Regions from separate parts of the Mus musculus genome. Here region 1 is linked to region 2. A link is a contact called in public promoter capture Hi-C data. All regions are on one chromosome and are shown on one strand. The core of a region is the stretch at or near the end of the contact, and the rest is flanking DNA. Distances in the headings are between cores, read along the strand shown. Region 1 holds the start of Ephb4 (Eph receptor B4). Region 2 holds the start of Gm40349 (cell wall protein DAN4-like).

Region 1 (6,074 bases), core at 1,448-3,947, 160 kb after region 2:
TTTCAAAGTTTTTGTAATCCTATTTTTTTTTTTTTTTAAAGATTTATTTACTTATTTATTATACGTAAGTACACTGTAGCTGTCTTCAGACACACCAGAAGAGGGCATCAGATCTCATTATGGGTGGTTGTGAGCCACCATGTGGTTGCTGGGATTTGAACTCCAGACCTTCGGAAGAGCAGTCGGGTGCTCTTACCCACTGAGCCATCTCACCAGCCCGTAATCCTATTTTTTATTTGCATATTTATTGCGTTAGGAGAGAGCCAGTGAAGGCCACAGTGTCCATGTGGAGGTCACAGATGACAGACAACTTCTGGAAATCGGTTTTCTCCTTCCACTATGTTTACCTTGAAATTCAAACTCAAGTTGTCCGCTTTGGCAGCTGGCACTTCTACCACAGAGCCACGTCCCAGTTCCTCCAAGTCCCCTAACACCGAGAAGAAGAAGAAAAACAAAAAGGTTTGAGATTTGGTTGGGTCTTTGGGACAAACACTGATTTTGGGCTAATGGGAGTTCTCACCTGCAGCAGAAGGCTAAGCAACTCAGTGCTGGCAGCAGGAGTTTCTGGTGGTCCGGGAGTGGAAGGAATGACCTCACACACACAGGATAAATGGAGGGTGCTTCCTGACCCGGGGAGTAAAGATCTCGGGCGTCACTTGCATGGAAAAGGGAAATCACGGGATTTTCACCAGTGCGCGCTCTCTCTCTCTCTCTCTCTCTCTCTCTCTCTCTCTCTGTGTGTGTGTGTGTGTGTGTGTGTGTGTGTGTGTGTGTGTGTGTGTGTAAGACTTGCAATGTAGTCCAGTCTGGTTCCACTTTCCTCCCAAGTTGTGGGAGTATGACCACACTGGATCTGTGTAGGAATGGGATGGAACTCAGGGCTTTCTGGGTGCTAGAGAAACTGTTTACCAAATTCTCTACTGATAGCAGCAGAGAGGCCAGCCCAGGAGTCATTCTTACTGATACACTGTCTTTGGGTTTTCGGAATAATCTGATGGGCTCTTTCATCTTTTCAGCTGGGTCTCATCAACCGAACCCTCCTCCACGCCTGCCTCTGTCATCCAGGCTGCTTGTCTCTCCTCTATTGAGGCGTTAATCGTCTCTGCATACTAATGAATTGCTTATCCCACTAAATGTGAAAATTTTTAAGCAATCAAAGGCTTGAAGTGGGCTGCTGATGGTGGCTCCTAGGGTGAGAACAAGCCACGACTCAGAAATTCAGGGGGACCCGGATGCAGAATGATAGCTGCAAAAAAGGGGGTGTCTGTGGATAAGAGAAGGGGAGCCTGAGTCTGCGTGGGGAAGGAGGAGGGGACTCCCAGATCTAGCCGGTCAGCCTGGCTCCAGCCAAGCCGGCTGTTTCCTGCCCTGGCTGACCCCCCACCCCGGAGCGGGACCCAGGCAGGGCTGTGAGGAAGGGCAGGGGGTGGGGAGCACTACTTGCGCCAGGAAGATAAGTGCACGGGGACAAAAGGCCATCACGGGTCTCCCGCGCCCGCTGGTGTGTGTGTGCGCGCAGGCGGACAAGAGGTCATCACCGGTCTCCCGCGCCCGCTGGGGTGTGTGTGTGCGCCCTTAGGGTATTTGGCAGACTCCCAGGTGCCCCAGACTCCTACCTCAGAGTTTCCAGACCCTGTACTAATTACCTTAAATTAAAGTCTCCTTACCGCAGCCCTTAAAGGACCGACTTCGGGAACAGCACCTCTCTCATCCAACCATCCCGTGCCCCACACTCACAGTGCCCTGATGTAGATAGGAGGCCGTCTTTCCTGGACCCTCCCCTCAAACTGATGGATGAGAGGGGGTGCTAGCAAATGAGAGGAAGGGCCCTCCCAGCCATCCCGAGGGCCCCCAGGAGCCAGACAGGAAACAGCCTCAGGAAAGAGCCACAACGGTCCCTACCCCCGCCTTGGAGGTCAAGGCTGCAGGCGGCGGGGAAGTGTCCCCCTCCTTTAAAAAAATGAAATGAGGTGTTACGGAGATCCCTCACCCTCTCTGACACGCCTGCCTTTTATTTACATTTTCTATACTTTGGGTTTCAAACCACTTTCTCCAGCGTTAGGCTGCGCGCTCAGTGGATCTCCAGGACTTAACGAGCACGCACTGATTGTGTGAGCGCTCTCTCCGGAGATAGACAAGCTGGGATTATTGCTTGAGGAACGGAGGTCTGTTGGGAAGCTCTCCATACCCAAATGCAAAGTTTTAACCTTCTCCTCCCAAATGCAATCCCCTGCTCCAACTAGGTGGCAGGGGGCGCATCCAGATGTGGAATCTCAGGTCCCGCTGCAAGGTCAAAGCAGGCTTTGTGTGGGGGCATTCACATTTACGCACACATCTGTGAGGCCTGGTAGGTTCAGGTCAGTCCTGAGGATTCCTGGGCTACTGCCCCAACATGCACAATCAGGGGTAGTAGGCATGGGACACCCAGCACCCCTGGACAGTCCCTAAGTTCCACACATGCCGCCCCTCCCCCTCTTGCAAACTTTCTCCTAACTTCCCGACAGGCTCAGTTCGGGCGGCCCCCCCTCTCATGAATTATTCAGCAGCATAGGAGCCAATCAGCTCCCCGTGCACCCCCCCCTCCCAGAGAAACCCGGGCTCCAGGGTGTTGGGAGATGGGGCGGGGGGAAACTCTGACATGGGACTGTCTCCGCCTCCTATGCGCCCCTCCCTCCTAGGCCAGGCGCCGCCCGACTCAGTCTCGACTCGGCCCAGCCCTGGCCCAGCCTGTTTCCCTCCCTCCTGCTCGGTTCCCACTTTGGTTTCCACCTTCCTTGACCGCGACCGGCGCACTAACCCCGGCGGCGCGACATCCACCAACCACTCCAGGGAGCGAGAGAGACCGCGAGCAATCGGCCCACCCCAGCCAGCCAGGGCGGGACCCCCGAAGCCCCGAAGGGACCCCTAACTCTCAGCCACGTCCCGATCTCCGCCCGCCCAGCGACGGCCACTGCCAGGACGTCCCCCCTCAAGGCTGGCCTCCCCGCGCGCGCGCGCTGCGGCGGGGACGTGGGGGCCGCACCTGAGCGCGGGTGCCTGGCGCGCCCGCATGGGCCATCGTTGAGAGGCCCTCGACGGAAAGTCCCAGCAGCAGAGTCGGTGTGCACCCGCCCAGGGGAGGGTCAGACCTGGGGGGGCCAGGGCCCCCCAAACTCGGATCGCATTCAGCCAAAGTGAGGCGGCGCCATGGAGCTCCGAGCGCTGCTGTGCTGGGCTTCCCTCGCCACTGCTTTAGAAGGTGAGTTTTCTTGGGGTGCCCCCTGTTCTTGGGGTCCCCCAAAGTTGTGCCTCAGAGTGCAAAAGCTGGTCTCTCCCTATCCCAACTCCGGTACCCCTTAAACACTTCGGACCAATAGCACTAGAACGGGAGGGGGCGGGGAGGAGGCGGCCTGGCGGGGAGTGGGGTTTTTCTTTTGTTTGGGAAAGAGATGGAGTCGAGAGCTCAGACCCGGGACCTTCCCTTACCCAGCCTTCTAAATTCTCAGTCCTGATGCCAAAGGCCCATGACAGCCTTCCTTTTCCTGTCCACCCTAATGTTCAAAACTATCCCCCAAAGTTTTTATCCTCTCTCCACCTCTGGCTAAACTCCAGGGGAAAGTTCCTGAAGGGGCACTTGCAGGCGAGGCAGACCCCAGCTAGGCCGTAAAGCGACCCCCACCTCTGGTTCCCTAGCGTTCATTCACACCTGGACTCCACACCCCAGTCAGGATGGCCCCATCTGCAGCCCCACTCTCCAACTCCCAAATGGCTGGCCAGGCTACTGACCTCGTGCAGACTCTTTTCTTGTTTTTCTCAAGGCTGTACCCCAACCTTTTACATGCCATTTAGACCTCAACTTTTCCCAAGGCTGAGGCTTTCTTCCAGCCATGCAAGCCCGCAGAAACTGCCTAACACCGGCCTGTGTCGCCCTAATTCACCCCAGCTGGCCGCCTCCTAGCCCGCCTCAGATTTCTGGTTTTTTTTTTTTTTTTCCTTCTGTATTCCTCTCCAAATGCCTCTTCAGATCTGTGAGCCCCTAACTCCACAGTCCCTCTTGGGGCTGCACAGGACTCATAACCCCCTTTCCTGCCTCCCTAATCTCTTTTCAATGAATTTGGCTCCCCCACAACCTCCCTTGCTGCTTAGAATCAAAGGAGAATCTGGGGAGTGGGACACAAGAGTGGGGGAGATCTCTCCCTGAAGCGATGGAATCAAAGGAGCTCCCTCTAGGCTGGGCAGTGCTGTTCTGGGCTGATCAAAGTGTGGGAATGGGGTGAGGACAGACTTTGGGCTCCTGGAGAGGAGGAAGTCAAATGGGCAGAGCACCCATGAAGTGTGTCTGGAGGGAAAGACGGGCCAATAGGAAATGCCCCTTCTCGCCTGCGCTACCTGAATGATTCTCAAGCCCCTGCCTTCACCTGTGCCAACTGCGATTATTTTACTGTTATTTTGCCCAGCAAAAAAGGAGAGTTCTTGTTTCCTTAACAGGTGACAAACTAAAGCTTTAGAAATGTTAATTAGTTTATCCAAGGCCTCAGGCCCTAAAGGAGGTGTAAACTGGGAGATGTGGTGGTGGGGGGGGGAGGGGACGACGACCTAGAAATGGAGCCCTGGAGGGAAGGAGGTGAGAGGTGGGTCTGGGAACTGGGGGACTGAAGTGAGCTGGAGGCAAACTGGCGTGTTGTGGATGCAGGGAAAGTGAGTCTGGGCTCAGCTCAACAGGCTGAAGAGCAGCCTGTTGCACAGACAGTGTGTAAATTGGAGACAGGAAAACGCTATCCAGGCTGGAACAATGGAGGGTGGGGACGGCGGCCTCTATCCACCCCCTTCCCAGAACCGTGGGCATCCTGTCCCCAACGTGTTCTGCTGTCTCCTGCCACCCATTAGAGGGGCCGGTAGGCTTTGCCTCTGGCTGCTCAGGTTCCTGCCTGCCCCCTACACCCTGAGACAGCACCGCAACTTTGAGGTGATGCCTCCCTCATCCACCCTAACTCCAGGCACTCCTCTCTCTCAAAGCCAAAGGGGAGGGCGGGACCTGGTCCCAGGTGTTCCGCTGACTCCCCTGGAGGCCCACTCTCAACGCATGTGGTTCCCAGACTCCTGCCCCCTCCCAGGTTGCCTACCCTCACCAGGGGATTCCCCAACCCTCCCTTCCTCCCTCCCGGTTGTGTTGCCAGTGAAGTCTGCACATCTCCTAATCCCTTCCTGGGTCAGCATCATGTCTGCTCCCCTCAAATGATCCCAGAGCCCCTCCAGGTGTGTTCACACACAACTCCCCACCCCTAAACTCTCCTCCTTTCTTTCTCCTAACCAAGTCCAGATGTGGTGGGGCCTCTGCTGGAGCTGAGCGAGGCAGGGAACCCAAGAGTCCAGGCTTCCAGAACTTATTTCTCTGGTGGTAGCAAATGGGGGAGGTGCACTGCCTCAGGCGAGGGCATCACCTTGAAGGACTGGGTGTCTGGTGTGAAAAGGGGGCGGGGACCGGGATGGAAGCCAATTTTGGCACTTAGGAAAGGGAGGGAGTGTGGAGCCTAAGACAGGCCTCTAGGAAACCTTAGCCTGGACCAGCAGTTCTCAGCCCCAGGAGGCAAGGCCAGGACTGGGTTTTGTCCTGTTTTTTGTTTGTTTGTTTGTTTGTTTCCAGACAAGATCTCATGCAATTCAGACTGGGCACAAACTCACTAGCTGGTCTTGAACTCTTGATCTTTCTGTCTCTACCTCCCAAGTGCTGGCATTACAGGAATGTGCTACCAGGCCCAGAACTTTCTTTTCTTTTCTTTTCTTTTCTTTTCTTTTCTTTTCTTTTCTTTTCTTTTCTCTTCTCTTCTCTTCTCTTCTCTTCTCTTCTCTTCTCTTCTCTTCTCTTCTTTTCTTTTCTTTTCTCTTCTTTCTTTTCTTTTCTTTTTTTTTTTTCTTTTGCAATTCTGGGGGTGAAGCCTGGAGCCTGACTACACGAAGCAAGCACTCCAGCTGTGCCATACCTGCCTTCCCTGAGAGCAAATGCTGAGAATCAGCCCAAGAGCGCCTGCTGCTGCTGCTTCTTCTCCTTCTTCTTCTTCTTCTCCTTCTCCTTCTCCTTCTCCTTCTCCTTCTTC
Region 2 (6,149 bases), core at 3,171-5,670:
TACAGGTGTTTCTGTTGCAGTTGAGTTCTTTTGGAAGGTTGTGGGTTCCTGCGTGAGAGCTGTTGATACGGAGCTTTCCGGGATTGGGACTGAATTGGTTGTAGGGACTGCGTTTTGAGAGTTTTCAGTGGTCCTTGGTGTTGATGGTAAATGTGAACTGGTTCTGTCAGTTGCTGTTCCTTTATTTGAGACTGGACTTTGGGAGTTTCCAGTCATCACCGATGTGGAAGCTGAACTCGGGCCTCCTATTTTAGTTGTGAAGTCATTTCTTGGCACTATACTCTGAAGATCTTCCGTTGTCTTGGACGTGTGTGCCAAGCTGCTTGTAAATTCGGTGACATCTGTTTCTCTTGTGTGCTTGCTCTCAATGGACGCTGTTACGTGTGTTGAATTTGTGCTGCTTGGCAATGTTGTAGAGCCATACATAGCAGATTGTGTAAATGAAGAGGTTCTAGCGCCTTCCACTGTGCCTGAACATGTTTTAATTGGGGAGAGGGGGAAGAGAATTAGAGAAGAAGGGATGATAAATTTGATAGATTTTTATCTTTTTTTCCTGTTATTCCTGAGAAAGGGATGGGAGCTAGCTCCATCTCCCACTAAAGCACAACTGGACTTTCCTCCCCGCTGTGTAGAAATTGACCCATGAACCTGTAAATTTGATCAATGGTCCAGTACTCCCCCTTTCTCTTCTGAGCAACATAGTATTTTTGGGCAGCAGTGACTGTGCCACAAGATAATTCCTGGCTTGGATTGTTTGCAGGGTGGCATTGCCAATGTGGCAAGGCTTTGTGGGAAAAGCACACCCATTCACCTCAAGCCAGCTTTCTCACACTTGCCTTCCTCGTGCTTTGCACACTCCCTGGTGCTCGGGCACAAGTGCTCTGAGGTGCCAGGCACGCTCTTCGGGCCCTCCCCTTTTTCTCCCCTCATGAGTCACACATGCCACATGTCCTGTGGATTATCTTTAGCATCACAGTCCCATGCCTCCATTCTTTACATCTGACCTGTGCAGCAGCATTTCTTGTGAACCTAGCAGGCACCAGAGGGCTGGTGGAATCCCCCAATTCCATGGGCAATTCTCTGTGTCCTTTCTCCCTGCACGCGCACACACACGTGCATACACCAGGGCTGAAATTCATCCTTGCTGAAATATCACCATTGCCGCAGGCCAGCCTGTGGTTCTTGCTGCCTCCCACAATAGACTCCTCCTCCATCCCCAGTCCTGCATCCCACTTATGGACTATGTGCAGAAGTATCGGAGTTGGAGTTCGGAGTCTGCTGTGATCCTGATCCTGAGGGTTCGCAGCGCCTTCTCCAGGATGACACGTGGCTATGCATGCAGCACCACTTCTTTTTTGTTTTTGTTTTTGTTTTTCTTTTCATTTCAAGTTTATTAAAACTTTAGCAGTACAAATTATCCAGGTAGCAGATTATCAAAAGATCAACTCAATGAAGTCCACATTTTAAAAAACGGGGGGGAGGGGCCACAAACATAAAACAACTCCAAAACAATGAAAACAACAAATAAAAGGAAGGTTCAACAGTAAGTCTTCAAAACTTAAAATGTGAGACAGGAAGGAATTAAGAGTACACAACTCACTCATCCACTTTAGTCTTCATCTGTTCCAGGGCTTGATTCATGATCACATTTTTAATTTTTGTCACGTGCATGATCATTTTCTTGACCCTTTGATTTTTTATTTTCTTTTTCCACCGGGGATCTGGTCTTTTCGTCCTCTTGATTTTTTAATGTGGAGGACTTCACTTCATTGTCCTGACCGCTTTGCTTTGTTTTTGACACTGGACTTTGCTCTCTATCAGCCTTTTTTCCCCTGTTATTATTTGAGCTATTATGATCATGACTTTTAGAGTACGTTCTTTTCTCACCCTCAGAATTTTCTTTTCTGTGTGAACTCTTACTTTCTTGGCGTCTATATTTTTCTTTGTTTCTACTTTGACTTTCTTCTCTCTCTGAGCTCCGGGAATCCCTCCTTCTCCTCCTCCTATCTTTACTTCTCGATCGTCCTCCTGTTCTCTGTATCTATGGTACTCCTTGCTTCTGCTGTGATCTCTGTCATGGCTTCTGGACTGCACTCTTCTGCTCCTGTCCCTACTCCTGCTTCGCTCCCTTGTTCTACTGTTGTAACTGTGTTTACTTTTAGTCAGATCCCGTTCTCTACTCCTGGACTGTGCACGTCTATCCTTTTCTTTACTTTTGCTATGGTCATGTTCATTACTTTTTTGTTCTACCTGTTTGGAGTTCTCTTTGCTTCTACTCCTTTCCTGATCTTTCCCTTTAAGATCCAGTGGTTTTTCTGTTTCTTTAGTAGTCTCGTGATCCCTTTCTTTACTTCTTGACCTCACCCTCTTGTCTTCGTGTCTGCTGTGCTTCGAGTCTCGCTCCTTACTCTTGGATCTCTCTTTGCTCTTGCTCCTACTCTTGGATTTGCCTCTTTTCTTCACTTTGTTTTTGTTCTATTTATCATCTTTTTCAGACATGTGTCTGTGATCTGTTATTTTTTTCTCTTTTACTCTAACTGGGCTCCTTTGATTTTCTTATATTTCATTTAACTCACTCTTATCCCCTTTGATCCATCTTTCACCACTTGACACCCTCATTCTCTGAGCTCTCTGCATCTCTTGTCTCCAATGTGGAGGAGTCTCACTTCGTTTGAATCGATCCCTCGATCTGGATCTGGAAGAAGTTCGATAACGCCTCGGTCCTCTTCCTTTAATTTTCCTGCCAGACCTAGTAACTAAGAATCGTCGCTGGTGGGCTGGTGAGATGGCTCAGTGGGTAAGAGCACCCGACTGCTCTTCCGAAGGTCCAGAGTTCGAATCCCAGCAACCACATGGTGGCTCACAACCATCCGTAACAAGATCTGACTCCCTCTTCTGGTGTGTCTGAAGACAGCTACAGTGTACTTACATATAATAATAAAATAAATAAAATTTAAAAAAAAAATGGCTCATAAGATCTTTAAAAAAAAAAAAAAAAAAAAAAAAAAGAATCGTCGCTGGTATGAAGCAGGCTGGGAGTTAGGTGGGATTTCTCTCTCTCTCTCTCTCTCTCTCTCTCTCTCTGTTTTTCCTCTCCTTGTCATCGGCTTTAGGAGGACTTTTTCTCATTAAAAATCTATTTTCTGGTATAGGAGGGATCTCTTCTGGACAGAGAGTAGACTGGGGCTGTGCATCAACATTTTCTGCTTCACTTTCAGATGGGCTTTTCTTGCTTTTCTTTCGCTTCTTCTTCTTATGCTTTCGAGAATTTTTCCTATGTTTCTTTTTCCTCTTTCTGGATTTTTCTTCAGAAGCACTTTCAGAATCAGAAGACTCGGAGGAGGACGGAGAATCGGGTGAGCTATCTGAGTCACTGGTTGGGGGGGGGGGGGAAACTTATGCCTTTTCTTTTCTTCTTTCTTAACCTTAGACATCGGAATCAGCTCTCCACAACTGAGTATCCGAACTTCAGCAAATGGTTTGCTAGCAGCATCTGTTTTCTTGTTTTCAATCTCTCTCACAACTTCCTGACCAGAGATCACTTGCCCAAAAACAACATGGTGCCCATCTAAATGAGGAGTTGGTTTTGTTGCTATAAAGAACTGAGAACTATTTGTATCCTTTCCTCTGTTGGCCATTGATAAGAGAAACTCTTTGCTGAGTTTAACAGCAAAACTCTCATCTTCAAAGAATCCTCCATAAATAGATTCTCCTCCTCTTCTATTCCCTTCACTGAAGTCACCACCCTGAACCATGAAATCCTTGACAACTCTATGAAAGAGACAGCTCTTATAATGTAATGGCTTCTGAGTTGATTTCCCTGTCCCTTTTCCACCTGTACAAAGGCAGCGAAAGTTCTCACATGTTTTGGGATATACACTGGGAAAATAATTCAAAGACAACTCTTCTAGCAGGTTGATTATTAATGGCAATGTAAAAAAAAAAAAAACAAAACAAAAACAAAAACAAAAAAAAAAAAAAACCATCGAGGACGCTGGACCTTTATCCCCATGGTTCCAACACTTCAGTCTTTAAGTTGGGGGAAACAATAAAAACCAAAAATCCACCAAGGATGCCCGAGCCAATTGTTTTGCTCCACGCCGCAGCGCTCCTTCTCTGGGTTCCGAAGCCTCCAACACGAACCTAGCTCCTGGGAGCCAGGCCGCCGTCGCTGCGGCCATATTACAGCTTGTGCGGCAAAATGCGTCAGGGAGGAGGTGTGCGCCCGAGCACGGAGGGCAGGGGCTGGAGAGGAAGAGCCGCTTCCTTCGCCCCCGGGCTCGGCAGCAAGCCGCTGGGCCACCACCGGGCCCCAGGCCGCGCCGCGATCCCCGGGGCCACCCCTCCGAGCCCGAGCAGCCCAGAGACCTCAACGGAAACACGGTTACCTCCGCCCAGAGGCCCGCCGCGGCTCCGCCCCGCAGCACCATTTCTTATATCACATCTGCAGCAGCCAATCTTCACTGTCAGCTTGTCTGGATTTGGAATCATCTAGACACACCTAGACTCTTTCGGGTCCATCTTTGAGGGTGTTTCCAGAGAATTATAGATCAGGAGGGAAAGCCAACCCCGGGTATGGGCGGTACCATCCCACTGGCTGGGATCCCAGATGGAATAAAAGAAACTGTTCTTTCCTAAAGTTGCTGCTGTCAGGTCATTTGTCATAGCAACAACAACAACAACAACAACAACAACAACAACAACAACAACAACCAAGTAGGCTGTGGACATTTCTTAGTCAGCAAAATGTTTGCAGCTTAAGCAGTAGGACCTGAGTTTGGGTGCTGAGCATCTACATGAAAAGCCAGGTGTGGTAAAACACATCCTTAGTCCTGGCCCTGGGGAGACAGAACAAAAGGATGCTAAGGCCTTACTGTACAATCTAGTCAAAGCAGGAAGCTCCGTGCTTAGCAAGAGACTCTGTCTTAATATGTGTAGCTTAATCTTCTTGTGGAACTCCTAACAGAAGGAGTTGGGGGTATATCTGACTCTTCTGCCTGCTTTCCGTCCTACTGGGTTGCCTCATCCAGCATTAAAACAAGGGGAGGCACCTAATCCTATTACAACGTGATACACCATGTTTGGTTGATATCCCTGGGAGACCTGCTGTTTTCTGAAGGGAAATGAAAAGAGAGGAAATGGGAGTGCGAGGGGAGGATGGAGTGGAAACTGTAGTCAGAATATACCTTAATGTGAGACAAGAGTAAATTTTAAAAGTTAAAACAACAACAACAAACTTTTTAAAAGTGGGAAGTGATTGAGGAAGATCTCTATGCTAACCTCTGCCTCCTACAGACCTTTTCTCCCTCTCCTTCTCTCTTACACACACACACACACACACACACACACACACACACACACACACACCACGCGTATTCACAGAGAGAGTATCTGATATGGATGGGAATAGAATATCCGACTCCCATTCATCCACACAAGAATGAGCTGGATATATGACTCAGTGGTAGAGCCCCTGCCTAGAATACCTCAGTGAGGGGCAGGGGGCGTGGCTCAGTGGTAGAACTCCTGCCTAGAATCCCCCAGTGAGGGGCTGGAGGTGTGGCTCAGTGGTAGAGTCCCTGCCTAGAATCCCCCAGTGAGGGGCTGGGGGCGTGGCTCAGTGATAGAGCCCCTGACTAGAATCCCCCAGTGAGGGGCTGGGGGTGTGGCTCAGTGGTAGAGCTCCTGCCTAGAATCCCACAGTGAGGGGGCTAGGGGCGTGGCTCAGTGGTAGAGCCCCAGCCTAGAACCCCCCAGTGAGGGACTGGGGGCGTGGCTCAGTGGCAGAGCACTTTTTTTCTATCATAAATGAAGCCCTAGATTCAATTCCCAGTACTCTAAATAAAATAAAACAAAAACCCAACGAGAAAACCAACAGTAATCTGTCAGTCTTTTTCATGAATTGACAATTCATGACTTATAATTTCTAAAACCGTAAGCATTATTTTACCCTCTACCTGAATCGCACTGATTGGTCTTGGCACAGCTGCTGTGATAACTTTTCCATCAGGGCCTTGTGATGACAGAGAATAGCTCTGTTCTGCCGGCTGCTGGGTCTAACAGGTGACAAAGATGTAGATCTGGCTGGCATGGAGACACAGATCTTTAATCCTAGTGCTGGGAGAACAGAGGTCAGCCGGTTGTCAGTG

Evidence for each region. Promoter capture Hi-C pulls out the DNA fragments that hold promoters and counts their contacts.
Region 1: a promoter capture Hi-C map of hematopoietic stem and progenitor cells shows a contact between it and region 2, with 4 times the contacts expected there. The contact joins the promoter of Ephb4 here to the enhancer-like site in region 2. A contact is called at or near these places in 8 of 39 promoter capture datasets (the 3T3-L1 cell line, the SN4741 cell line, embryonic stem cells and 5 more) and 2 of 9 other capture datasets (adipose tissue and liver).

Annotation. Positions count from the first base shown.
Region 1 is chr5:137,347,412-137,353,485 of GRCm38.p6, forward strand. Ephb4 (Eph receptor B4) reads left to right here and starts at 2,698. Exons shown (of 17, transcript NM_010144.6): 1 at 2,698-3,238. The coding sequence starts at 3,187. It overlaps Gm52791 (a long non-coding RNA gene), which reads right to left and starts at 2,641. Exons shown (of 3, transcript XR_003955817.1): 1 at 1,668-2,641; 2 at 521-655; 3 at 189-427.
Region 2 is chr5:137,185,226-137,191,374 of GRCm38.p6, forward strand. Gm40349 (cell wall protein DAN4-like) reads right to left here and starts at 1,214. Exons shown (of 2, transcript XM_030254982.1): 1 at 1,157-1,214. The coding sequence starts at 1,214. It also overlaps the pseudogene Gm20768. Within about 2 kb of position 4,421, at least 85 of the 459 cell types and tissues checked have an H3K27ac peak or open chromatin away from gene starts, as enhancers often do. A contact at or near this core is called in embryonic stem cells and hematopoietic stem and progenitor cells, where this site is marked.